2 separate regions of the Sus scrofa genome follow, and region 2 is linked to region 1. A link is a contact called in public Hi-C data. All regions are on one chromosome and are shown on one strand. The core of a region is the stretch at or near the end of the contact, and the rest is flanking DNA. Distances in the headings are between cores, read along the strand shown.

Region 1 (2,700 bases), core at 75-2,574:
TTGAGCCTTGGCGTTTTGTGGCTAAAACCAGCAGTGACATTTGACTTTACTTTGTAATATCCATGGGTCAAGGATGGTTCCCCCTTTGCCAACCACTGTGAGGAAACCTCATCTGAGAAGCGGGTCCCAGAAATCCAGTGGATTTTTCTGGATTGAGCTGCAGGCAGGGCGGTGGTTGCCAAGGGACAGCAGTGAGCATGTTCCAAGGCGAAGAGGGGACTCAAATGTAATTGCTCGGGACACGGTGGCGTCCCTGGGCCCAGATGAGGCCCCGGATTGCTGCTGTTGTCCCCCAGGACTTTCTTTTGCCCCCCTGCTAGGGACAATTTGGGGCAGTCAGTCTGGTGGCACTCAGCCTCCTGTGGCGATTAAACAGGTGTTGTCATGAGCTGGCAGCTCACCATCTGATCTAGTGCCATCGCGGGGCATTCCAGGGACACTTGAGGATTTGACGAGGGCCATCTGAGGGCTGCCATGTGAATTCCAGCCTGGAGGGTGGACACGGGTGGCTGGAGGATGGTACGTATTGGCCCCTACCCGTGGCCTGAGCTTATGGCCCCTGACCCTGCCCGTCCAGGTCAAGGCCTAGCCCCGCAGCCTCTCTTCCTCCTGTGACCACATGCGTGATTCTTTCTCTGATCTCTTCAGCTGGAGCCAGACGTTGTGAACCCAGTGTCTTCAGGGGCTGGTGGGGGACACAGGTGACGCGAATTAGAGAACTGGGCACTGCGGGGCCTGAGGTGGACGGGGGAGGATGTGCCCAGTCTAATGCCCCCCCTGTCCCCATGTGGCAAGGGGGACAGGAGAGACGCAGCTTCCAACTTTTCGAGCAGGCCAGAGTTAGCTTTGAGGCAAAAATCCCTCAGTTAAAAAAAGTTGACAGTTAATTTATAAACACGTGTTTGCCGCAGACGTGCTGTAGCTCCCTCCAGACTCTACAAGAAGTAACAACCCGAATGAGACAATGGAGGTCGCGTTACTTAGCCTCAGCGCTGAGGAGGCAGTAGGGAGAGGTGGGGACTGCGGTGAACAGAGTCCACGCCCCGCTCAAAGGCCCTGACGGCTTCTCAGCTGGTTGTGACTCTGCGTCCCTTCAAGAGAAGGCAAAGATCCAGATCTTTACACAAGGTCGCCTAATTCTTAAAATATGGGCAAGAAATTCCAATGTTGAAAACATCATAAAACCTAACAAGACTTCTTGGAGCCTCTGGGCTGTCACATCCCATTTAGCAAAGTCGCCTGTGGTCACTGCACCGAGGGGGGTCCCTATCCTGCCCCCTCTGCCAGCACATCCCAGGCTAAGAGACGTGTCTGCCGAGCTCCCCGTTCTGACCCAGAGATCCTTGATTCCGGGCAGTTTGCATTCTCCTGACTCCCCACGACATTCTTAGTTACATGAATCATGCAATTATTCTTCACTGAAAGAACACAAAACCTTTCACTTGCCGCTCACTCCCCAGCCCAGAGGCCAGGGCCACTTTGTTTGGTGTATGTTGCCCTCACTTACTTCCAGACAGTGGAGGCGTATGTGTTATATACATACTTGGAAGAGAAGCATCGCGGGCTCTCCTGTACAGGGGGTCAGGGAGGGCTCTGAGAGACCGAGGTGAGGAAGCTGAGTCACACGGATAACGAAGAGCCAACCAGAGAGCGGGACCAGCAAGTGCAAAGGCCCTGAGGCAGGAATGTTTTGAGAAACAGCAAGGAGTCCCCGGTGGTTGGAGCAGCGTGAGTGGCAGGAGTTGGGGTTAGAGGGTGGGGTTGGGGTTGCTAATTATAAAGCCATCCTGAAGACTTTTTGGCTCTTATTCTGTGCAGGAGGTTGGGTCACCAGAGGATTTTGAGTGATATGATCCAACTCAATGTATCTAAGGGCCCCCTGCTGCCAATTGGGGGAATGGATGCCAGAAGACCAATTAAGAGACCAGGGGAGAGATGACGGTGGCCAGACATAGATTTAAGTCAGACCCTGGGGTTACAGACTCTGGCTTTATTCTCAGGTTCTGAACTCCCTCCCTCTACTTTCCCAAAGATTTCCTGCCATCACAAAATCAGGTTACTTAACCTATAATTGAAAGCCAAGCAAAACGAACACTTCAAGAAATCATCTCGGACTTCCCGTGTGGCTCGAAGCATAACTACCCGGCGTTGTTGCTTCTACAGCGGCTGTGGCTCGACCGACCCCTGGCTCAGAACTTCCATATGCCGCTGGTGCAGCCACTTGTTAGGAGTTCCCATCATGGCTCAGTGGTTAACGAATCCGACTAGGAACCATGAGGTTGTGAGTTTGATCTCTGGCCTTGCTCAGTGGGTTAAGGATCCGGTGTTGCCGTGAGCTGTGGTGTAGGTTGCAGACGCGGCTTGGATCTGGTGTTGCAGTGGCTCTGGCGTAGGCTGGTGGCTACAGCTCCGATTCGACCCCTAGCCTGGGAACCTCCATATGCTGTGGGAGCGGCCCAAGAAAAAATAAAATAAATAAAATCATTTCCTTTGTCCTCCACCAGGAGCAGTCCCTGTGCCTTCTCAGAGGGGGAGGCGCTGTGTGCAGTTGCTGCCAGCTGGTGCCGCACTCCCGGTCGGAGCCTCCATCTTTGAATCTTCAAAGTACCAGCCACTCTCTCAGTCCCAGTCGACATGGTTTGCTCTGAACCCTTGGAAGAGGGTGTCAATTTAGCATTCTCCTGGTGCACTGCAGGGAGC
Region 2 (2,764 bases), core at 16-2,515, 200 kb before region 1:
GGCAGTTCTGGACAAGAGAGGCAGGAGCTTCCCTTCAGCCACGTGGCTCTGGGTCAGGATGGACCTCAGGGGAGATGTTGAGTTGGATCTGGAGCTCAACACCCAGAGCCACGGGTGGGGTCTGAGCTGGAGGGAGATGTCTAGGGGTGTATGGGCTCCTGGGTTTCCTTCGGTGTCACCACCTCAGGGACACCTGCCACAACCCTCCTGTCATTATTGGATGCCCCTGATTTCCCCATTGATCCTTCAAGGATCACTGTTTATTTTCGTCATCACACCAGTGTCTTTGTAATATCATCTTGGTTATCGGTGTATTTGGGGTTTGTCCATGTCTTCCATTGGACTCTAATTCCATGAGGGCAGCAACTTGACTGCCATGTTAAATTGCTGATTCGCATGTTGCAGCACAGTCCCAGGCACATAGTAGGTGCTCAGTAAATATTAGTTGACTACATAAGTGAATTAGTGAATACACTAATTGTGTGTGAACATACATACTCATGCTTAACCCCATCTTTTCACACACACATACGCATTTCTAAGACATTCATGGCCCATTCATTCATTCATTCATTCAGCAGCATTTGTGGAGGGCGTGCTTAGTAATGGATTGTGAACACTATTATAAACACAGGCAGGGACACATCCACAGGATACACCTAGGGGCTTCAACACTCAAGCACAGTATGGAAGAGACTGCTCCTCCAGTGCTGTTTTCCCTTTCTTCCTTAGTAAAGGAAGAATTTAGCTGGCATGTAGCTGCCCAAAATAATATCTACATTTCTCAGCTTCTCTTGCAGTTAGTTGTGGTTGTGTAATTAAGTCATTGTTAATGGAATTGTAAGTACTATGTGTAATTTTCAGAAAGTGTCTTAAAGGAGGAACACATGTTTTTGTACCTTCCTCCTCACTGATAACTGGAATATGAGTGTGGTGGCTGGAGCTCAAGCAGCCATGCTGGATCATGAGGTAGAAGCCATGTGTTGTAGTTGACAGAATAATAATATAAAAGGAGCCTGAATCATTGATCAGAGTGAAGTCATCCTGTTAGCCCTGGCTGCCCACTTCTGGACTTTGCCTACCAGAGAGGGAAATAATCTTGTGTTTTGCCTAAGGCACTTTTAAAATAGATTTACTGTCACTTGCAGTTGAACCTACTGCTGATTCATTCTCTCTCTCTCTCTCAAACACAAACACACCACACACATCCTCTAGTCTCTTTTCCTCATGGTGGAAACCATTGGGAGGATTCCTTTCTGTCTGATGACATCACCCAGGTCCCTTGCAGGAGGTTGCATACCAATCCCATTTTGTAGCCAGTGCCCACTCACAAGCCCCAATGAATCCTACACACCCAGAATAGGGGATTCGTTCAGACTCTCCCTCCTCTGGGCAAAGAGCATCACCACCCCTGTGTGGATTTATGCTCTGTCCTTTCATTTCTCTATTCCAAGAGGTCTGGGGAATATTTACGGAAGAAGTAACAGAGTGAAACCTGGGTTTCTTAGAGTTCAGGGCATGAACCACAGCATCTTAGAAAGGAAACTTCCAGGATGGCAACTGTCACGGGGCTCCCTTGGGAAGCTCCACCCCAGCTCCTCTGTCTCCTGAGGCTTCACTTGCCCTTCAGGGCCCTGCCCAGCCCTGCCTCTTCCCTGAAGTCCCTTCTGCAGTTCCCAGCCCACCAGAAGAGGGGTCTTCTCTGAGCCCCATGACAGCCCTGCTGGCCCACTCACTGGGGGGGTTATTTCCACCTAAATGTCCTCCATCCTCTCCAGCCCTGCCCTTGGACACTGCCTCCTTCCAAGGTCATCAGAAGGCTATTCACACACCCCCAAGGGCCCAAGGTTCTTTTGGGGGGTTGTTTCCTGACCAAGGGCTTAGCATCAAACACATCACAGACAGAACCATGTTATGTCACAATATGCTGTAAAAGCAAATCTACAACTTTGAACCTCTGTAAATATTTAGAAGTAATGAAATTATGCTCTAAATTTTATAAAGATGGTCATAAATCAGGAGTCCATGTTGATTATATGTGTGTCCTCCAATGTAATAAAAATGTACACATCAAACATTATAAATGTACCTCTCTAGGCCCATAAATTTGATGTAAAACTAACATATAAGCTATAACAGACATTAAACATTTCATTAACACTAGCTTTGCTTGTCTTCTTGAAATTTAGGATGTCTATTTTGGAATAATTTGGGTGGCCCAAGACTGTGATAAAAAGCTGGTGTGGGAAGGTGTGTGAGTTTAGCAAGCAGGGGGATGTGAAATTCCAGTTGTTGACCTTAGAGTGTTGATTTGAGAAAATAGCTTGCAGCTCCCCTTCTTTTCTTCTAATTGGCAAACTCATGTGTAAGTCCACCTGGGAGGTGGAAGGTGAATAACAAATATGGAGACCTACTGTGTGCCACCATCTCACATTGATTATAACATTTGTCTGTGCAGCCACTTGTCCATGATGAACCATGGAGATTGCCACTCGCTTTAGAGTGTTGTAGTCTCTGTAGAAGGCAGAGGTTTTTTGGAGTTCCCATCATGGCTCAATGGTTAACGAATCCAACTAGGAACCATGAGGTTGTGGGTTCCATCCCTGGCCTTGCTCAGTGGGTTAAGGATCCGGCGTTGCCGTGAGCTGTGGTGTAGGTTGCAGATGCGGCTTGGATCCCGCATAGCTGTGGCTCTGGCGTAGGCTGGTGGCTACAGTTCTGATTTGACCCCTAGCCTGGGAACCTCCATATGCCACGGGAGCGG

Evidence for each region. Hi-C and Micro-C count contacts between places; a contact is called where the count stands out from the background.
Region 2: a contact with region 1 is called in a Hi-C map of embryonic fibroblasts, with 3 times the contacts expected there. The contact joins two enhancer-like sites. A contact is called at or near these places in 3 of 47 Hi-C or Micro-C datasets (embryonic fibroblasts and mesenchymal stem cells).

Annotation. Positions count from the first base shown.
Region 1 is chr17:50,124,020-50,126,719 of Sscrofa11.1, reverse strand. No RefSeq gene overlaps it. Among named protein-coding and RNA genes, the nearest start is that of SULF2, 320 kb to the right of the region's middle. Within about 2 kb of position 1,324, at least 2 of the 83 cell types and tissues checked have an H3K27ac peak or open chromatin away from gene starts, as enhancers often do. A contact at or near this core is called in embryonic fibroblasts, where this site is marked.
Region 2 is chr17:50,320,777-50,323,540 of Sscrofa11.1, reverse strand. No RefSeq gene overlaps it. Among named protein-coding and RNA genes, the nearest start is that of PREX1, 230 kb to the left of the region's middle. Within about 2 kb of position 1,265, at least 6 of the 83 cell types and tissues checked have an H3K27ac peak or open chromatin away from gene starts, as enhancers often do. A contact at or near this core is called in embryonic fibroblasts, where this site is marked.